Linked DNA regions of Zea mays: region 2 is linked to region 1. A link is a contact called in public Hi-C data. All regions are on one chromosome and are shown on one strand. The core of a region is the stretch at or near the end of the contact, and the rest is flanking DNA. Distances in the headings are between cores, read along the strand shown. Region 1 holds the start of LOC100382137 (Cupredoxin superfamily protein). Region 2 has its middle 100 kb from the start of LOC100272233.

What was found. Hi-C and Micro-C count contacts between places; a contact is called where the count stands out from the background.
Region 2: a contact with region 1 is called in a Hi-C map of ear, with 2.0 times the contacts expected there. The contact joins the enhancer-like site here to the promoter of LOC100382137 in region 1. A contact is called at or near these places in 2 of 25 Hi-C or Micro-C datasets (ear and leaf).

What each region holds. Positions count from the first base shown.
Region 1 is chr7:104,133,646-104,138,248 of Zm-B73-REFERENCE-NAM-5.0, forward strand. LOC100382137 (Cupredoxin superfamily protein) reads right to left here and starts at 2,658. Exons shown (of 2, transcript NM_001174898.1): 1 at 1,904-2,658; 2 at 1-468. The coding sequence starts at 2,653.
Region 2 is chr7:104,575,563-104,580,293 of Zm-B73-REFERENCE-NAM-5.0, forward strand. No RefSeq gene overlaps it. Among protein-coding and RNA genes, the nearest start is that of LOC100272233, 100 kb to the left of the region's middle. Within about 2 kb of position 1,764, at least 14 of the 20 cell types and tissues checked have an H3K27ac peak or open chromatin away from gene starts, as enhancers often do. A contact at or near this core is called in ear and leaf, where this site is marked.

The DNA.
Region 1 (4,603 bases), core at 1,408-3,907:
GAGCCCCGGCCGCTTCATGGCCACCAGGTAGGGCGTGTGCGGCAGCGTGAAGGACACGCCGTTGAGCGCCCACTTGATGTGCGCGTCGATCTTGTTCTGTGTGTTGAGCAGGAGGATGGTGCGGTCGGCGCGCGGCGGCGGAGGCTCGACGTGGGCCGGGTGCGCCACCGTCGCCACGCTCTGCCGGAACCGGTACGCGGTGTCGTTCCAGGCGGGCCCCGCGGGAGGCGCCGTCGGCGGCGACCTGCGCGGGCTGCTGCGCCCGCCGTAGTAGCTGAGCACGGCGGTGCCCGCCGGCGTGCCCGGCTCGCGGCTGACCACGTTGGAGGCGAGCCAGTAGTTGCGGTTGGGGTCCTGGTCCGCCTTGATCAGCACGGAGTAGGTCTCGCCCGAGTAGATGTTGAGGTTCTTCACCACGAACGGCTTCACGTAGTGCCCGTCCGCCTCCACCACCGTCATTTCGTGGCCCTGAAACCATTCATGCCGTGGATGGATCATTACTCCGGTACAAGTACATAAAGGATCGGACGGTTGGGAGAGATGGGGTATATGGCATTGCGAAAATGGCTCTACATGCATGCATGCGTCGTCTGAAAGGAAGCCAATTAGTAGGGAAACTAAACGAAACATTGACTCAACTAATAAATAAATTAAACAAGAGTTGCAGCTTGCAGATCGAGAGCATATACGTTATACTGCCATTCGCAAGAGCTGTTAATAACGGGTGCAGTGCATATAGCATTTGGACCTACAACTTGTTGGACTATTGACTTGGTCGTCGCGCGCGCACGTTGCTTGCTGTTGCTAGGCAATTGCGCACACAGGTTGGTGCACCAACTGAACCGTACTAGTGTACAAAATAGTTTAGTAAGGTAGCAGACTATCATGCATGAGCCAAGAACGGTAAGCACATATTCCCTGACTGCCGTCTAACGCTAGACTACTTTATTACTTTAATCCAAGTATCGGATCGCATCCAAACAATGTACGTATATATACACTTAGTTTACGTGGGCCAAGACCAGAGAGGCAGAGACGGACGGCCGAGAGTTGTTGCCTGTTGCCTCGATGCACGGTTAACGGCTAGCTTTGTGGTCGTGGAGATGGTCCAGTACGTAGGAGCAGCATGCATGTGCGCGTCGGGCTTCCCCAAAACACGGCATTGCCCTAGATTCTAGCGCGAGATTGCAGGGGATTGTACTGTTGTCGTCACTTCCCGCCATGGGAAATGTGCACCCAATGCTGGCCATGCAATCAGTGGACTCGCTCTTTCACACTCATAACTTTCCCGCCCAGATCATATAAGTTACATTAGAAAGATTGGGAGGGTAAAATATCACTTTAAAACCACTAATAAATTAAAAAAGTAAGACGGTAGCTTATTTAAACTTATTTGTTATCCCAAAATGATATTTTTACGTTTCTATCATTTCATCGTAATCTAATTTATATAATTTAAGAGAGAAACAAACACGCCAATAATCTGCTATCGTGGATCAAGTACACGAGACAGCTAAGAGAAGAGTCCGCCTCTCTTGTTCTTTTTTTCAATTAACAACCTAAACACTCCTTTAAGAGATACCTCAGAGTTGTACATATCGTATCAGAGTTGTATTCTGAATTGTGAATAGCTTCTAATGTAGGAGTATAATGGATAGCTGCATGGTTGCCATATGCATTTTTCTTCTATTCAACTACTCCTACCGTGTTTTTCAAAAAACAAAAAAATAACTACTCCTACCGTGTAGTTGTTTTTCAATTAGTGCTACATTGTTTTAGATCTTGACACCTGCTTTTGTAACTGTTGACGAATTGAAATGTTATATACAAAAAATAAAAGGACGCGGAGAAACAAATAAATCGAGACATCGAGAAGGAGAGAGAAACTAAATAACGTGCGCACCTCGATCTCAAAGTTGAGCGCCGACAGCGAGGTGACGCTGGCGATGCGGAACCTGTAGGTCCTGCCGGGCACGACGGCGAACACGGGCGTGGCGCACTCCGGGTGCGCGGCGTCGCAGGCCCCGGCGGCCGAGCAGTTGACGAACCTGCCGCGGCCGTTGATGAGCAGCGACTGCGGCTCCCCGACCCAGACGAGCGGCGCGGACGCGAGCCCGGCGGCCTGCTCGTAGGTGCTCTTATGCCACCAGTCGTTGAGCAGCACGTCGTGCTCGCCGTCGTAGCGGAACGGCTCGGCGTCGGGCCCGCCGGGCGCCGCGGCCACCACGATGAGCCCGTTGAGCCCCGCGGAGCGCTGCATCCCGTAGTGCGCGTGGTACATGTACGTGCCCGGGCGGTCCACCACGAAGGCGTAGGTGAAGGTGTCCCCGGGGAGGATGGGGCACTGCGTCACGCCCTCCGTGCCGTCGGCCCACGGCGTGCCGCGCTGCCGGATGCCGTGCCAGTGGATGGCCACGTTCTCGGTCAGCAGGGAGTTCTTCACCCGGACCACCACGGTGTCCCCCTGCGTCGCGCGGATCGTCGGCCCGGGCGTCTCCCCGTTGATGGTCACCGCCAGCTTCCGCACGCAGTCGGGGCTCTTGAACTGGTAGCTGATCTCCCACTCCTGGTGCCGCGTGGCGGCGCGCGCGACCACCGCTGCCAGCGACAGCGACAGGAAGAGGCAGCAGAGGAGCCGCGGTGGACAGCCCATGGCCGGATCCACGCAGTGTGGAGCCGCGCAGGAGCTCGATCCTATGATATGACTTATGGGGGTGCCTGACTGAGCGCGTGTGCAGAGGCAAGCAGCTGCTATGTGTCGAGACTCGAGAGGTGCTGTTATGCCTGTGTTGCATATGTACACACATATATATACTAGTAGGCTAGTAGCAGCTTTGTTTCTTTCTGATTTGGTAGCAACCAAGTGACCTGTTCAATCGTAATTTTTTATTTCCATTCAAACAACACGCGTTAGGGGACAATTTATAAAGGGAAGCAGGTGTTTACATTGAGGCATTCAAGTTTAAACCTGAAACTGCCTCGAAAGTGATCGCCCAGCTGGGTGCCTGGGTCACATCAAGGCTGCTGGGCAGAGCAAGGCTCACGTAGACTTTCGTCTACTTTTAATACAAAAAAAGGAGATTAAGCACATAGAGCAATAATAGGTCCTCTTCTTCGAATAAAACCAACTTTGTAGTAACGAACTGAGCATATAGGATTGGATTTCTTATCGTAGAAACTACCTACTCACCCAAGTTCAAGCCCTCGATTTGATGTGGTTGCTCGCATTTATTTTCGATCTAGTGGTTAGACGATCGACGTGCCTTTTGACAGCAAGTCGTAATTCGAAATTAAAAAAAAGCAACTTTGAAGTAGTCTCTCTTTGGAAATTATTCACACGAGTATCCATGGTTTTGTGAAGAGCAAGTGTTGATGGTGAAAATATTAGTATATATAAATCTACATACTCAAAACACCATCAGCAACCTTGTAATGAAAATTAGACAAACATATTATGAACATATATTTTATCAGATAATAAACTTCCAGTGGAGTATTTCTATGCAGGACTATAAGATGAAGATAAGCTTATGGGCACATTATATGGAGTATTTCTTTCAATAATAAAATAAGAAGAGTATTTCTTCCAGTGCTTTCGGTTCGCTCTCAATTCAAGTAGATTGAGTGGAATTAAATGAGTTTAAATCCCAAAAAAGTCAAACTTCTTCTTATTTTTTTTTTCTAATCACATCTAATCCATATGTAATAGGAATAAACGAATAAGACCTTATAATACAAATCGACCTCAAGACAAGTTGACGTACCCAGGTCTTGTTCGTTTTGCTCTCAATCCATATGGATTGTGTGAGATTGAGTGAGTTTCGATTTCGAACAAGTCAAAATCTTTTATGTCCCGTTTGTTTCCTTTCATTTTGAGAAATTAAAATCTTACTAATGGAATAGGCTATTTTTTTAGAATGTGACATTCCACTACTTTCCAAAGTTATCATATATAAGCCTATTTCAAATTCATGGGGTGAGAGATGAAAATTGATTTTATAGATTTACATGCTATTTTTCCAATGTACAACTTATAGCATACTATTCTACTTGCTTCGCTATAACATAAATATAGTATATAACTATCTCTCTGATATAATTTAGGATAATATACAAATATATTATATATATAAATATATAAACTTAATTAGTTTTTGTCTAAATTATAATTATTAAAATAGAATTCAATTTCAACGAAACAAACGGGCCATTATAATTTTTCTCAATCCTATCCGATCTACCTGGGATAAAAATAACCGAAGGTGCACCCCGGCGTTATCCGGGCCGCGTTCATTTCTCTCCACTTCCCCAGCCCGGGCACTGCTGCGTCTGCGTCGGCCGAGTAAGCTTCACCTGCACTGCTGCCGAAGACTTTGTCGAAACGGACGCTGATGGTTTCGGCATTTCACAGTGGTTTCTTGCTCATATGCAGAGAAGCGAAAACATGCATGGCTGTTGTCGTTCAAAGTCAAAACCCCCCACGTTGTACGTGTTATATACATATACGTATTAGTCAATTCTCTTCTACAGGAATGCCGGGCCAGCACCGGGAATCCGCAAGCACAAGTGGACAACTGTCGATAGGGTATCTGTTTATCGGTGC
Region 2 (4,731 bases), core at 514-3,013, 440 kb after region 1:
TCCAAGAAACGGTATCAACTAGCCGCCGTCGCCGCGACCGGGCAGGGTGGATATTGAGCCAGATCGCTCGTCAAGCTTGAGAATAAACGGTCTTGGCTCGACTCGTTAAGTAACCGATTTAAAAAACCAGCTCAGCTAAGTTCGTTTGCGATACCTCCTTTAACTCGTGAGTCACAACAAAAAATAATATACATATATATACAACAATATAATCAATCGTTAGTTAATTTCATATTAACTTAATACTAGAAAAGACTAACAATACTCATAATTTCATATATCACATCATTTAAACTATAAATTAACATAGTGCATCACTTATTAATTTATCCAATACAAGCATAGGCTTTGTTTTGCTAATAAATGCTAGCTCATTCAAGCTAACGAGCTGACTCAAGCTCGTGTCAAGCTGGCTCGTTAACGAACAGAGCTGAGATATATTTAGCTCGTGATAAAATTAAAACAAGCCGAGTAGGGATGGCAACGGGTCGGATTCGGATCGGATATTGGAAATATCCGCCCACAGTCATATCCACGGTCATAAATAATATCCACCCGTGACTATATCCACGAGTAGAAATTTATATCCATATCTATGTCCATCGGGTTTCGGATATCCATTGGATATCCATCACATATGATAAAATCATTTTCAGCAATTGAATAACATAATTAATCAAATTTCTTCATGTTTCAACATCATATACAACTTAAAATTTAATAAAAATTTAAACAAATATACATGTCCTTCAACAAGCAACATTCTCAACATGATAAAAATACATGTCTACATGTCGCAACATGAAAACAAATACATGACAACAAATACATGTCTTCTTTTGGCCTTAAGCCTTTTGCCTTCTGATCTGATCCGAGTGTAGTGTTGAGCACTTGAGCTAGCGCTATAGTAGCTGTGTTTAAATTTTTTAGTCAATCATAGTAGAATCATGTTCATCTAAACAACAAAATAGATAAATGGTTAAATCAATGATCAGATTCGATAACCAAAATATAAGAACATACTAAAGAGTTGAATCATGTTACCATTTCTTCCTCTTCATCCTCCAAACAAGTCATTAGTGCATTTATAAAATAGGATTGGTCGCCTAACATGTCAGCTCGGGCCCAAGCTTGCATACACATCAACCCTTCTACTGTTTTTGGAGCAAGTCTACTACGATGTGGGCTAATTACTCTCCCCTAGTACTAAAGACAGACTCAGATGCCACTGTTGTAACAGGAATTACCATTACATCTCGAGCAATTTTTCTCAAAGTTGGATACTTGATCCCTGCATACTGTCACCAGTTGATAATGTCAAGCTCTTGAGTTCTTGGCAGTGTTGGCTCCTCCAAATATAAATCCAACTCAATCCATGTGTGGGCCGACAATAATGGACTAATGGTTAATTTCGGATATCCAACGGATTACCCGCGGATGAGATTTAATATTCAAATCCATGCCCACTTTATCTCGGATCGGATACAGGTCTAACCCGCGGGTCGAAAAACATATCTATATCCTGATCCGTCGGATCGAATATCCGACGGATATCCAAATCTATGGATTAAATTGCCATCCTTAAAGCCGAGAATCAAACCTAGCCGAGTTAACTATGAGTCGAGTGAGCTGAGTCATGACTCATGACTATTTTATCCAACCATATACGTTCTGAAATTCGGAGCCCATGCAGTCAAAGCCACTGGGCTCCCTCAGACTCGCAGTGCGCAAGCAACATCATTTCCGACGGTCTCGCGTGTCATTCGCAAGGGCCTATTATATAACCAGCCTTGAGCCCACTACTTTGATGGGCCTAGTATCAACAACACAACATATAGTATTTAAGAGGTAATAATGCAAATGGAAAAGTCTGTCTTATCCCTTAAACTATTGATCGAGTACAATTTACATCACATAACTAGGAAACCAAAATTTTAGACTCTAATTTCTCAAACCATTCAATTTACCTCCTTGATCATTTTGCACGGCCTAGCCATATTGGCTGACGTTGCCTAGCCGGGATAGATATAAGTTGGATTTTCACGGAAGTTCCGGAAGATCAATTCAAAATTATTTTAAAAATTCTAGAAATAATTTTCAAAATATAAAAATCTCGTTTTAGAAAAAGCACATCTATGTTAAAATACTAAAATCTTATTTAAGCTTATAAAGTTTATAGAACATTTGTTTTAAATCAAAAAATATATAAAAATAGTTTTATCTTATATAAAATCATGTTGTACATTTTTTCCCATACTTAAGTTAAATGGATCTATCGAATCAATATGGTCCCCTAATATCTAAAACTAGGCCAAATGAACAGAGGATGGCACCCTAAGGCAAATTCTTGCAAAACGCAGTGTGAATCACCACGCAGACATTGTGCAAACTGCAGATCATGTTTCATCAATGGCACGCCTTTTCTTAACCATTGAGAGATGCATGAGAAAAAAATACAGTATTGTAAATAGTAGGCCACGACATTTGGTGGCGTTTTCCCCTAAAAGTTGTAGTGAAGGATATTAAACTAACATGTTTTATGGAATATATGAAAAATGCTTAACTATTTATATATGAAAAATGTAATTAAGGAAAATTTTATGAGCTTAAATACTGAAATACAGATCAGCTTGTTTGCTTCCTCGATAACTTTCATCGTCGTAGGTTAGCGCACACATCAGGAGCACATGACCAAGCAAGAACTGCAATTTGGATGAGCTTGAAATGAGAGTTCTTGTGTCCCTAAAATTATGCTCTATATAATGGTTCTTGCTCAAAACAAACATAGATCATGATTTTTTTAAATGTGAGATAAAGTAATTTTTTCTATGGATTTTCTAAAGTTATATCAAATTTAAGTATTTTTATCAAGTATACTCCATTCGTCCTAAACTATAAATTACTCTAACTTTTTTTGAAAGTCAAAGCATCTAAAGTTTGGCTAAAATTATAGAGAAAAATATAAAAATTTATGGCGTCAAATAGGTATAATTAATAAAGTATATAATGGTATTTATAGTATTATAAATATTACTCTATTATATAAATTTGGTTAAACTTAAGATGTTCTGACTTTTTAAGAAAGTTAGACTGACTTATAATTTGAAACAAATAAAATGTATTTGTAGAGAAATATTTAGATATTTTAAAAGTTATTTTTATATTTTTTATAACTTTTAGTTTAACTTTTTCAATTATCATAAAAGTTGATTTACGTGGCTCATGTGGTGCTACGAGAGACGGCTGATATGGAGCCATGTCATGAAATACCGTTTTAAAAGACCGCTCAGGTCAGATGGTGTCAGAAGTTTTAGAGTCTAAAATCTATTTTTTAATTAAGAAACATAAATTGAAGCAGAAGGTAAGGAAAGTGAAATAGACTTTTTCTATATATATATATATATATATAGTGCAAAGTTATTTCACGCCCCCTCTGGTTCGATTGTGGGACAAGTGGGCCACGGTTTAACAAGAGTGACTTGGCCCACTCGATTTCAATGCCCGCGTTGTGTGGCTGAGAATTGGATCATACAGGCATGGACTCGAGTGGAAAAAGGAAAATGGATCACATAACAACGTCGTCAGAGGTTAATTTGGCCGACAAAGGAGAGTTGATTGCATATCTTCTATATCTACCATCATATAATCTACCAGTTTAAACTTGCAAAACTCACTCAATCAAATCACCCCATACTCATAACTTCCACTAATTCCACCAAAAAAATTACATCCAGACTTGTCATTAAAACTAATAGTTTAGATCATTGGATAACCCCTCTCGCTTACTCACTAAAATCGAATAGACAATATTATTTAGATCATTCTTTATCTCTACACCTCTCCCTGCGACCCCTCAGTCCCAAGGCTTCCTATACACGCCTTGTCCCTCGCCTCTCCCCCTCACTTGTGCCGAGCCGCCGTAACGTCATCCCCTCCCCTTGCTGTTGCTACCGCCATCGACCCCTCTCATCTCCGGGGTCAAGCATAATTAACCAAAGACGAGAAACTAATCTGAAAGAAACAGAACCGAAACCGAATAACCAGAATCAAATTTAGTTCCTTATTCAGTTCTAGACTACGAGGAACCAAAATAATCGAGAAAATTTCGGTTCTTACTCTTAGATAACAGAATTAATCAAAATATACGAATTGTACTTCACATACTTGTGGTTTGTAAGACTATGTTTAATTTATGTGTGATGTCTCATATTAAATTACTCTGTGTTTATTATACTATATTGGTATTGTATCCTTATCAATTATTATTATTTAAAATATCGGTAGTGTTTCCTAAATTTGTTTTAAATCTGAGCTCTACCGAAAAATCAGTTAATTTGGAAGAATCTAAACTAAATTTAAATAACTGAAAACTAAAATGCTCGGTTTCTAAAATTTCTTAGAATTGGTCAGTTCCTGTTTTATAGGAATTGATCATTTACATCATTTTCTAGGAATTGATCATTTCGGTCATTTTCTAGGAATGGATTGGTTTTTATTTCTTAGAACTCCACTTTCATGGACCTCTACTCTATAAAGCAACAGGTTTCACAGTTCCACAATCACCCTTCTACTTCCACCAGTTTCTACGTTTCCACGATCATTCTTCTTTCTGTTTTATGCTAAATAAGGTAAAATAGTGCACAGTAAAAGTTTAAATATTGATTTTTATTTTTCTTTATTAAAACAAATTATATCCATATGATATAAAGAAACTGTATCAATGCACCAGCA